3 separate regions of the Zea mays genome follow, and regions 2 and 3 are each linked to region 1. A link is a contact called in public Hi-C data. All regions are on one chromosome and are shown on one strand. Each heading gives the region's core, a stretch centred on a gene start, on an enhancer-like site or on the middle of the called end of the contact. The rest is flanking DNA. Distances are from core to core; before and after follow the strand shown.

Region 1 (4,126 bases), core at 450-2,949:
TACCGCCAGTAATCGAGCGTAAACCATTACCATTACCATTTGCTTTACATTTCTTGAACCAAACAGCACCTTGGAGAAGTAGGAGAATAATATTTGATACATGCATAACCCTCTCTCTCGTTTCTACCGGCATATATGCTTCCTCTACTCTATTGTGTTCACCCAATCTGGCCCAACCACCTTGGCATTTTCCTTCCTGTGCATGTTGCTTCGTCGAGGCCCGCTTGGACCTATTTCTTGTCCGGCACATGCTTTCCTTGGTACAGACTTGCTCCCAGCTTGCCTTGGTGACGATTCGCTCACACCACGTTGTTCATTGTTTGGTTGAAGTGTCATATGAGTGTGGATGGAGAAGAGGGAGGAGCGTGTTCGCGTCTGATCATTTTGGTGGAGTGGGAGCATCCTAAATATCCTGTTCCGTTAGAAATCAACCATACACATCCTAAATCCCCTCAGGAATTCGAGGAATTCGGATCCAATCTAGGTAGTTTCAATAAAAATATATATAAAGGTTCAACCTCTGTAACCTGCAGTGCCTTTCCATGGTATAAAAACACAACTTGCAATGCTCATTTCTTTTTGTTTCTCACTTCTCAGCCGTGCATGCACGTTAGGGGCCTACGACCGGTCCTGAACATGTACATTAGGGGCCGCAAATCAAATTAAGAGCCGATTGCCTTAAGGGTCCTGAACATGTACATTAAGGGTCCTGAACACGAGAGGGACGAGATAGGAATGTCAAATGTGTGCGCGCCTAGCTCAGTAGCTCTACCACTGCCACCGACATGCTGTTCGCATATGCAATGCAGTACAACATCTGACAACGGTAGTACTAGCAAAAAGCAAAACAGACCAGATCGAACGGCCGAGGAAGTCATAACAACATCGATCGAACGGATCATTTCACCACTCCCAGAAACAGCAGGATCTGGAGGAAGATGTAGGACGCGCCCCCGATGGTGGCGTACTGCAGCTTGCTCTCCCCCTCCACATCTGCGAAATCGCCGTCCGCGCACTTGCTGAACCCGCCGGCGAGCCACGCCAGGTTCCTGTACCCGTCGTCGTGCAGCATCCTCACCGCGATCAACGACCTTGTGAGTTGAAATTTGAACACCACGAACGAAATGAGTAGTAACTTGTAACTTGTTGCACGCACGACCTAGCTTGTGAAGAATTAATGCGTAGTCTTGTCATTTTACCTGAGGCCTTCGCCACAAGCGACGAGAAGCTTGGCGTCCTTGCTGCCGTCGACGGCGGCGGCGACGTCGTCGACGAAGCGCTCGTTCATCTTGGTGAAGGCCTGGCCGGTCCAGAGCCCGATGTAGCCCAAGTGGACCCACTTCTTCAGCAGCGTCACGGGGCCCATGTCGTCGTCCCCCACGAACAGCGGCACGTGCACCGAGCCCCGCACGCTGGCGCGGGCGCGCTCCCACTCCGGCCGGACGTCCAGCAGGCGGAACCCCTCGCCGCCCAGCGCCTCCGCAGCGTCCCTCGGCCGCACGGCCCTCACCGCGCCCGACCGCACCAGCGCCTCGGCGCCTCCGGCCCACGACGACGTCGCCTGCGCCCTGACGCGACGTCGGGCCAGGCCAGGGGACGCGGGCCTGGTGCAGGTGGATGCGGCCGCCGCAGCACCCATAGCCATGCCCACTTCCACTTGCTGCTTGTCAATTGAGGCCTCGCTCAGTCGCGTTCGTTTCCATGTCACTCTTATCTGGATGATATTTCAGGTCCAATCCGCACCGTCGGTACACTGCACACTGCATCTAGGGCTGACAATGGGCTATACTTTTTGCACTATAAGATTTAAGGATCGAAGCGGGTTAGGATCGGGCTTTATTTCTAGTCATTTTTGAACTATAATTTATTTAGGGCCTTGACATTTTGTGAAGAACTATTTGGATCACGATCCATTACCACCCCTATCTGCATCTCATGGCCGTACGATCCGTCTTAATAGATGAGGCGGGGCTCGACGAGATCTCCGCTCGTTGATTTGCGTCCTAGCTAGTGGGGGCCACAGCCGAGAGGACGCTGGTATCGCTAGAACTCCTCTGCACGGCCTCCGACACCGACAGCTCCGCAGCCCCGTGCTCGACCCCTAAGCTCCATCACGGGCCATCTCTCGTTCTTCGTGGGCTTTGAATCGGTCCGGCCCGCCAAAAAGCCCATGCTCATTAGGCTAAATCGCCACGGAAAACGACCCAGCAAGCCATGTCTGGACCGTTAGACAGGTACGGAACCCAGCTCCGCACGGTCTAGTGGCACGTCGTGTCGTGGCTGCCCTGATGCAAATGGACCGTGCTTTGGCTGGGTTCGTGTCAGGTGACCCGTTTGTACATAGTTAGCGGAAATGCATCTGTACAAAAAAAACCCGGCATGGGACTCCTAATAACAGAGGAAAAAAAGTCGATTCTTATTGCAAACAAACATCGATCGACGCACATGACAGCATAATCGCTTTACGCTGCGGGACGCTACGCGAACTCGAAGCTCATGAGGACCTTGACGCTCTTGAACTTGAGCCCCTTGTGGTCGAACAGCGGCACGGCGCGGATCCCTGGCCGCAGCTCCGCCACAGGCAGCGCCGTCTGCCCGCCGAAGTCGTCTTCGTTCACGTCCTGCTCGTGCACCTCCACGCGGAGTACCGCGATCTCAGGTACGGTCAGCGGGAAGGCGAACTCTTCCTCCCACACCGGCACCCAGCTGTCCTCCACGGCTTTCGTCTTTCTCATCACCGAGTCTAATGGAACTCCGGCGATGCCAACCTGTTGGCGAACCGAACCAAATTAGCGATGCGCCCTCATGTTCCAGTCCTGGCGTGACTGCTTCGGACGATCTATAGGCATCGCTGACTTCTAAACGTTGGCACGGGCTCAACGAGTGAACAGACCTTTACATAAAAATCTGGAGGTGAGTATGAGTCGAAATGTGTCTGCTTGAAGTCCTTTTGCCAACCTTCCCCCATGTACACCTTGACCTGCAAACCGCTACCGAATCAACCCATTTCTGAAACCCAAAGAAATTTTTTTTAAAAAAAAAGAGAGAGAGAGAGAGGAAGAAACACACCATCTACCTTCAATGTTGCCTTCACCGGCAAATCTGCCTTCGAATCAAACACCTTTCCATCTGGACAAGTTTGCATCAAGAAATCTGGTTTTTTCACGTAACCGCAACCGCCATTGGCTTTATAAAAACCATGCATTAACCAAAGTGCTCTTCCATATCCCTGGAGGAAAAAATGGACATATAGGATATTCATGACATTAGGCAGCTTCTACACATGCTTAAGTGCAGGGAAGATATAACACAACTAATTCTGGCATTCTGCTTATGTTACAGTTCTAAACTAATTAATCAGGTTCCTTTCAGAACTTGTTCGGTTACGTAGGGATTGAAGAGATTGGAGAGGATTAAATCTCTTCCTAGTCAAAATTAAATAGAAGGGGATTTAATCTCCTTCAATCCCCTCCAGTCCTCTTGCAACCGAACATGGCCACAATGGTTTGCTAAAAAGAAAGAATGTGCGTCAACTTAGCAACCAAGATATGATCTTAGTGGTAAAATAAAACTTGATTAGAAACAAGATTACAGAACAAATGTGGTAAAGCGAATATTGATCCAAACCCTACATGAAAGGTGGGAAATATTGGAGTTCAATCAGGCCAGAATGGCAGAATATGGTGTTCAGATTACAGCCAGACCTGCATATTGAATGCCACCATTTGAGCACCATGCACCCAGCCAAGAAATGGATTATAGTTGGATGAATTGAAGCGGGTTCCCTTTGGGTATATTCTCAGCATATTTCTATGCGTGAAACTGCTTGGAAAACACAGGAAGAGCTCTTCAGTAAGAGAGAGAAAAAAAAGTGGGCAGCTAAGGAGTTATGACAGTATTTATGTCATATCTCCTCCAACGTTGGTGAACAATCAAAATATTTTTGGCAAACAAACCTCACAATGTTGGGACCATGATGTGCTGCAACTTTTGCAAGCTCTTGCTCGCTCAAACTGAGTCGCCTAACTTTGTCTGGATCGTTCTTTATGGCATCCACGAGAGGACCCTTTGGCTTTCCTGCCTTGATAGTGATGAGGTGTTTGTACTCTGCTGCAACATGCTTTGT
Region 2 (4,126 bases), core at 670-3,169, 250 kb before region 1:
AAAATATTTATGTATGCATTTTATATTTATGTATGCATTTTATATATGTTTGGTCGCGTAATGAGAGAATTAAATGTATTTACATATTTAGTATTTACATAAATATGTGGGCCGCCGTCGGGCCGACCTATTTATCGGGCCGGGTCGGGCCAAAGCACGCGGGTCGCCCGTCGCCGTATCTGTCCATACCTGGCCCGCTAAACGGACCGTGCCGGCCCGGGCCCGTAACCGACCGTGCCGGACCGTGTTTGGACCGGGCTAAATTCGTGTCGTGCCACGGGTCAAACGGGCGGCCCGCAGTGTTTGGACATTTATAGCAGCATGTGAGCGAGCTCGAAGGAGACGGTACGCACATACGGCTCCCCATTTCTAATCAATCAATGAATAATAGTGTCTGCTGCTACCCCAAGACGTGGAGAACGCCTATTCGACGCCGCGGAAGAAGAGCACCCAAGAGATCCTCACCAAATACGAATTCAAAGGGGGTCGCTTTCTTTTCTTCACCAAATACGATGGTTTACCGGACTCCGTGTTCCTCCGCCGTCGCGCGTGCAGGACGCCGCGGCTCACGCGAAGCAGAAGCTCGTGGAGCGGCCACCCGCGCCGCTTGGTTCCTCTCCCTGCACAATCGCATCCGGCAATGTGATTGGTTTCTCCGTTTGGTCGCCATCGGTCAATCACAGCCAGCATTTGTTGCAACGGAGGAGTAGTGTGGCGGTCGGTACCGGTATTTTACTCGTGCTCTGTAGCCTGTAGCCTTTGTACCACTACCACTACCAGCCTCCATCAGCAGAAAGGAAGGCAGAGCAATGTGACGTCCCAGCAGCAGTATGAATTTTTTAGCTTCAAAAAATGAGACGCGACCTGCCGGTGCATTGATTCAGTTTTTGCTCTACCCAGCATCGCTGTTTGGAAACCAGCAATTGTCATTAAACCTCGTTTACCATGTGCCTGACTAGAAGACTACGTGGAGACTCCTGGTAGAAAGGATGGCGCACGTGTAGCGGGAAGCCGGGTAGTACCTCGGAGACTGTTGAGCCAAAGTTTATTTCGACGCATTTTCCTATTCTGCAGTAACAGAGACTATGCACCGGCTTCCTCAGACGCACAATTTCAACGACTACTAAGCTAGAGATTAAACAATTGATAAGCCAATACTTACACATGCACAAATAAATAATAGCGGCAATAAATCGAAAGCCTAACACAGCTAACAGTTTTAAATCAGTTGGTTGACGAGGTCATAATTTTAAGATTGATTTGCGGAACAGAGATAAAAACAAAAGGGACAAAATTGATCGGTTCCAGTTAAACTAGTGACATGGTAAGTTTTAATATATTTAGAAAGTATCGGTGGCAAGTTTTAATATATTTAGAAAGTAATATGATTTTTTTGCTACCTATATTATTTAAGGGCCTACTCAATCTAGTATTTAGGTACTAGAATTATTGGACCTGCTCTAAAGCAAAGAAAAGAATCAACACCACTCTCTCGTCTTCTAGATACGAGCAGGCTGTTCTTGGTTTCAGAAAGAAAAGAAGGGGGCGACTCGGTGTAGCATAATCACCAACCAACACGTGGATCAAAAAGATTGATTGTGAGAGATAGCGTAAACACCAGAACGTCATGCATCTAATAAACTCTTAATACTCCCTCCGTTTCTTTTTATTTGTCGCTAGATAGTGCAAAATTGCACTATCCAGCGACAAATAAAAAGAAACGGAGGGAGTATTGTTCTGTGGGTTGGTTAGTAGTCCTAGTAGCAGTACTACCCCCTACTGCTCACTCACATCTTGCTGCTGATCGAAGGTGAAGGTGACGGAGGGGGCCGAAATACTTGGTGTTGGCCTAACCACGAGGACCTCGTGTGCTGCTGCAGTCCATGTGGATGTAATGGCCATGGCCAGGTCGTCCCCCCATCTTTAGCGGAGAAAGGACAAACGCATGGCCACCCAAACAAAGCAGGGGCATGGCGCAGCACCGGCCATGGTGATGGGCTGATGGTGATGCTACCACCTCCCAACTAATTAATCCCCTCCTCCGTCCACAAAACATCCGTGACATTGCGACTAGGACTGCGACTGCGACGACCTCACTCTTCGAGTTGATTTGGTGACAGCTGGATCAAAAAAGGATTGAAAGGGATTGAGGAGAAAATAAATTAATTTCTCTCTCAATTTCCTCTAATTCTTCTATAATCTCTGGTCACCAAACCAAATCTTTCCGTGATTACTGATCACCAATTCTAATTCTAGCGGCCCCTCGGTGCCTAAAAAGCTTCGTTTAAACATTAATAAAAAATCGTTCGAGAGAAACAACATTATATTATTAGTAGGGGCCGGCCGCGGCGTTCACTTATGCTCTGACCATGATGAAAGATAACTGAATGTATCGCGCATGCATAGGACCCATTAGTTGAAAACACTCTCTAATGGGTTCTATAAAAAAAAGTTATGTGTATACCGGATGTAAACATCATCTTTTACAGTCTATCATATCTAACTTAGAGGACTACAAAGACATATCAAAATTAAAAAATAATTCTTTAGTAATTTATTTTTCTTTTATTTATATGGACCAGTAGATGATGTATATGAGGTCTGTAAAAGAGATTCTTTGTATCTGAGATGTAAAGAATTTTTTTTCTTTTTAAACTCGGCACGGAGAATCAATACTTCCTTTATATTTCTCTAGGCAAAAACGTTTAGATAGTGATCGTAGAAGCTCCGTTCAAAGTAACACACAAAATTAAGCCAGTCCTTTAGTTGAGTGTTTTTTATGAAAACTTTATGCCATCCAAACTAATCTTCACTAACTGAACCAGTATAAGGAAAGACATAATGTAAAGTTATATAGATTACAATAGAGACGATTCCTTATTCCGCATTATTAAAGTTTCTGGTTTAGTTTTCTGCCTTTAAAAATAAATCTTCTCTATTTAACACTGAATATAAATTTTGATGCCCTATAAGATACTATCGTTAGTTCTGACCTTTAACAATTCTTACTTTCACATGAAAAGATGATTTTATTCCTAGGCCCATTTAACATCAAATAGCCGGGGAATGTTGTTGCCATGCATTGCAGCGCTCGCTTGGGAAATCCCATGGGTTGCTTGCAGCCTTGCAAGCAAACATATGAGACTATTTTTAGCAGTCTCTATTCTACTTTCTGTTTCAATGTTTATTTTAAACTTTACTGTATAAACGATACAGTCTATAGTATAAACAATATTTTACAAGCTTATCTATACACTTTGCTAGATATAGTCTGACAACGCCGACTAAAGCCATGCCGCACGATCATGAGCGAAGACAGCATGATTCGTGGGTATTTCCAAAAATATATCCTTTGTTTTGTAAAGAGTATGCACGTACAATATATAAGAATAAATATATTTATGTATCTTATCAAAATGACTTCTGAGATCTTAAGAAACCTATCAATCTTCCTTTTTTCTAGTCTCATATTCATGCGTTAGCAGAGGGTGTTTTAATGGACTAGAGCTAATATATAGTTAGTTAGCTAAATATTGCTAATATAATTGGCTAGCTAACAAATAGTTAGCTAACTAATAGCTAATTTACTAAAAGTAGCTAATAACTAAACTATTAACTAGATTGTTTGGATATCTTAGTTAATTTTAACAGCTAACTATAGTTCTAATGCATTCAAACAGCCCTTAGTTTATTAGTCATCTTTTTGCATATGAAGACGTTCATGTTTAGTCGCATGCTAATGTTTTTTTCTCGACGCACCAATACGAAGCTCATGCTCATAATTTAGGAATTTTCTAATAAATTATGTTTCACAAAAAGTTATGTTGGGGATAAGGTTCGTCCACATTAATAAAATCAATGTTTAGACATCCTCTTAGATAAGGACCTCAATCAAGAAGTCACTTAGAGAAGCTTTGAATCAATGGGCAAAGCCGAAAGACCTACGAAGTCGAAAAGCACGTGAAGCCAAAGGTTATATGAACTCAAAGGTCACGCCAAGGCGAAGCAAGGGAATGAAGCTTCGACATCTTTAGAGGAGAAAGACGAAGAAGGTCCTAGGGAGAAAAAAAATACGTGCACAGCATGTTAGCGTTATAAAATGATATAATTGTACCATTTCAGAAGC
Region 3 (4,126 bases), core at 883-3,382, 150 kb before region 1:
GTGTTAAGAATTTGCGGTAATACTCCCGCAGAGTCTCCTTTTCCAGCTGCTTGCAAAGCGAGAGCTCGGCCAAGGCGTCGGTGTCTGGGCGGTACCCTTGGAAGTTGAGCAGGAACTTGTCCCTGAGACTTCTCCATGAATCAATGGACAGCGGAGGCAATCTGGTGAACCAGGTGAGTGCTGGGCCCTCTAGGGCGATGATGAAAGACTTCGTCATTGTGGCGTCGTCCCCTCCGGCGGATGCAACGGCGACCTGATAACTCATTATGTATTGCGTCGGGTCGGTGCTGCCGTTGTACTTGGGATAGGTCCCTGCTCGGAAGTTAGCTGGCCAAGGCGTCACTTGCAGGTGTGGCGCCAGAGGACTTCGCTCGTCGAGGTAGTTGACCCCTTGGAATGGCGCGCCGTGCTGGAAGGTGTAGTCACGCTGGGGAAAACGCGGGTTCTCCGGCTGCGCTCGGTGTTGCAGGGGTGGCCCATGCTGCAGGCCGAGGTGGCCTTCGCGCGTGTCTTCCGGTTGTGCGCGCTGCTGGAGGGGTGGCTCTTGCTGCAGGCCAAGGTGGCCTTCGCGCTGCATCAGCGCGATCTCGCGCTCGAGGTCTTGGGCCTTCTGCTCCTCGTCGCGTATCATTTGCCGCACTTTGGCTAGTGCGGACACACGCTGGCGCTTGGCCTCCAGTATCTCTTTCTGCCTCTGGAGATTGCGGTTCTTGAGGCGCAGGGCGCGCAGCTGTAGCTGTTCTTCTGTTGAGACGCCGAGGACCTCACCGTCCTCGGTGAGGTCCGCGCCTTCCAGTGGGGCGAAGCCTGGGGGCGGCTGCGATTGTCCTTCGGGCCCGCAGGTGCGGAAGGTGTCGTCTTCGCAGGTGTGGGGGACATTGTCTTCAGTGGGCTCTTGGTGGGTGGATTGGGTGAGGGCGAGGGCCTTGCCCTTTCTTGCGGCAAGCAGTGCTGCCTTCGCAGCCTCGTCGGCCTTCGGGTTAGCTCTCTTGGGTGCCATCGCGGGTGGTTTTGTCGTAGCACGAACGGTGGGCGCCAAATGTTGGAACTTGCTATCAGCCGCAAGAAGGCCAACAGGGGTGAACAGTGTAGACAGTAGGGTTACGCGTGAGATGGCAAATAGCTCTGTTCACCAGCCCTCTCACGGGCACTGAGCGGGGGTATTTATAGGTACCCGAACGCCCAGCGCCTTGTGTTAAGGACGCATGTGCCCTCAGCTACCTAGGTTATCCCCAGAATATTCCCAAAAAGCAGGGTTACAGACCGTAATTACAGGGATGCCTTTACAAATTAGGCCCGTAACACGCGGCGGCCACGCAGGGCCCGTTACAATGGGTCGGATCGCACGTGGGCCTCTGAGCTGGACGAGGCCGCGCCGTGGGATGCCTTCGTCGCCGGTCTTCGTCTGGTGCCGATCAAGCGAAGGGTGCCCCTGCCTGCTGTCTCTGTCAGAGCAGCGGCTAAGCAGCGAAGACTTCGAGCGAAGGGTGGCGTTTCTGCCTTCGCTCCAACATGTGTTCCTATATATGTGTAGGTGGGCGGGCACCACTGTTAAGCTGTCGACCCATTAGGATTAGGGTTTCCCCTAGGTATCTATATATATGTAACCATCTCCTAGGCAATAGAATAAGCCTTCAGGTTCTCTTACTGTTCCGATTAACATGGTAATTTTATTTTTACTAATATTGATTAGACCCTGTTCGGTTAGGTCAGATTAAGGACAAGAGCTATTCCAGCTAATCATTACTAGTCAAATAAACTTATTATTTTAGCCAAAACGATCCCGATAAAACCATTCCGGAGCAAGCGAACATGCCCTTGTATAATCTATGTGGACTGAAAGAGAGTAGATCAAAATCCATAAAAAGTTAAAATCTCTACTTTTTTTTTTAAAAAAATCATCCAATCCATGAGGTATTGGCCTCAATCCGACCTTACCGAATAGGCCTTACCGCTTATTTCCTTGCTCTTCTTTTTGTTATATAAACCTGATGGCCGTCGGCGACTAAGCTAAGACTACTCGACAGATCGGTGGCTGCATTAGAATCACGTTCATTGGTACAACCTGGGAACTCTCAGTCGGCAGTGAGCAGCCTGCAGCCCGTATCCTTCCCATTGGGCTTCCCGCTTCCCACAATCTTTCAGGCGGTGGGCACGAAAGCACTAGTCGTATTGGGCCCATTTAGTTCCTTTCTTAGTATAGAAATATGCGCTCATCTGGGCCCCAACGACGGGCCAATAACTCTATTCCTATTCCTTTACTTCCATGTTACAAAATGGATATGATGGATAGAAGATTGATGGGCTATTTAGATTCATATCATTACAAATTTTGAAATGTTGAGATCTGCCATTATAGTTTATTTTTTTCTATTTTTTTCATTATAATTATTGGTCTACCTAATTCATGCCATTTTCTACATCTCTGGCGTGCCTAAAGCCACTCTCAGGCCACTAGACGCCTATGCATCTTTAGCAGGTCAAAGGCCTGTTTGGTTCGTGGCTAACTGTGCCACACTTTGCCTAAAGTTAGTCGTCCGAATTTAAGAACTAACCTTAGGCAGAAAAGTTAGGCAAAGTGTGGCAAGTTAGGCAGCGAACCAAAAATATCCCAAAAACATCCCTGCTTCTCCCTACTTGTTGGCAGTGGCGGATCTAGGAACTTACATTAGAGTATGTCAAGCCAATATTTTTATATACGATTTGATAAGAAAAAGGTAAAAACCGGTAAATAACTTCAAAGCGCCAAGCAATTCGGTACACACCTATAAAATAGCTACAAAAACCGACACAAATTGTAATATAAGTATACTTTGAACATATTTAATCTAAAACATGCATAAAATAAGATTGCAAACCGGTAGTAGATCAATATATAATCACTTCTTATCCTTCTTGTTCGGTCAGTGGTGGCAGAAAGAACAGCGAATGATGGCAACAGATGAGTAGAATCGGCGGCGACAGAAAGACGAGCGGACGGAAGTCGGAAGAATGCAACCAAGAAACATATGATAGCAGATAATATATGGCAAATAGACTACACCCATCGCCCAGGAAAGTTGCTACAGAACTCCAGTACCAAGTAAAGCCTGCAGGCCGCCACTGGTAGCTGAAAAAAGAGAGGGAAGAGTGCTGTCCAGAAACGTCTCCACAGCGGTATCAGAAAACTGATGCTTTCCACATCCTTATGCTTGATACCGTTAATGTATTTTGTATGATGTTAGGTATGTCCTCAATACATATGTAGTCATGAGCAACCCATTTTCTATGTATATGTATATACATGTGGATATTTTGGGCTACTAAAACAAATAGATTAGTCAAAGACATACTAATGATGATAAACACAATGCTACTAGGAAAATATCGAACTAATATGTTGCTTTGTTCCACTTCTAACATGCTACATCCAAGACACTCACAAACAAGCAGTACTCTTGACAATTACTAGAGGCTTACATCGACTTGAAGCAACTAATGTGACATAACTTGACTAAAATAGACACCCACACATGACACTTGGACAACTTTTGAACTAAGCATACTTCAACCCATGGAACCACGCCTTGCCCACAGATGTTCGATAAGGTTGTACTGCAGAGATAGGTTCATGTTTTTGCAGGTGATATCAAGATCTCCTTCGTTTGGCATTTCGATAAGGTTGTACTGCAGAGACATGGTGTTCAATGAGACTTCTTCAGAACATTCACCTCAATGTACTTCTTGGCGTTGTCCTATGTAGCACCAATGTTGGAAGTAGAGATGGCAATTTGTCCAAAGCAGAAATCTCCATAAACCCTAGAACAAGCAAACACATTGAAGTGCACAGAGAGAGTAGAAGAAAGCAAAGCGCGCACCTGCACTCCAATAACCTTCCTTGTATCTAAGATCATCTTCCTTATCTCTAGGATAGTGTCGGCGTTTCGAGACCGGGGGGTCCCTAGGCCGACGAGTGAATGTCGCCGCGTGCCCTAGCCCAGGTGGGTCGAGCGCGAGGCCGAGCGCGAAGGGGGGAAGCGAGGTGGCCGGAGACCGGCGTGAGAGAGGTGGGAATCCCGCGGCCTTCGTGTTCGTCCCGCGCCCAGGTCGGGTGCGCTTGCAGTAGGGGGTTACAAGCGTCCACGCG

What was found. Hi-C and Micro-C count contacts between places; a contact is called where the count stands out from the background.
Region 2: a contact with region 1 is called in a Hi-C map of leaf, with 6 times the contacts expected there. The contact joins the enhancer-like site here to the promoter of LOC100283609 in region 1. A contact is called at or near these places in 2 of 25 Hi-C or Micro-C datasets (ear and leaf).
Region 3: a Hi-C map of ear shows a contact between it and region 1, with 6 times the contacts expected there. The contact joins the enhancer-like site here to the promoter of LOC100283609 in region 1. A contact is called at or near these places in 5 of 25 Hi-C or Micro-C datasets (ear, leaf and tassel).

What each region holds. Positions count from the first base shown.
Region 1 is chr1:44,792,022-44,796,147 of Zm-B73-REFERENCE-NAM-5.0, forward strand. It overlaps LOC100283609 (rhodanese-like family protein), which reads right to left and starts at 1,700. Exons shown (of 2, transcript NM_001156510.2): 1 at 1,200-1,700; 2 at 553-1,091. The coding sequence starts at 1,645. The coding sequence ends at 899. LOC100191466 reads right to left here. Exons shown (of 8, transcript NM_001136899.1): 5 at 3,957-4,126; 6 at 3,705-3,822; 7 at 3,077-3,229; 8 at 2,398-2,980. The coding sequence ends at 2,840.
Region 2 is chr1:44,544,137-44,548,262 of Zm-B73-REFERENCE-NAM-5.0, forward strand. No RefSeq gene overlaps it. Among protein-coding and RNA genes, the nearest start is that of LOC103644592, 51 kb to the right of the region's middle. Within about 2 kb of position 1,920, at least 15 of the 20 cell types and tissues checked have an H3K27ac peak or open chromatin away from gene starts, as enhancers often do. A contact at or near this core is called in ear and leaf, where this site is marked.
Region 3 is chr1:44,636,884-44,641,009 of Zm-B73-REFERENCE-NAM-5.0, forward strand. No RefSeq gene overlaps it. Among protein-coding and RNA genes, the nearest start is that of LOC103644592, 41 kb to the left of the region's middle. Within about 2 kb of position 2,133, at least 17 of the 20 cell types and tissues checked have an H3K27ac peak or open chromatin away from gene starts, as enhancers often do. A contact at or near this core is called in ear, leaf and tassel, where this site is marked.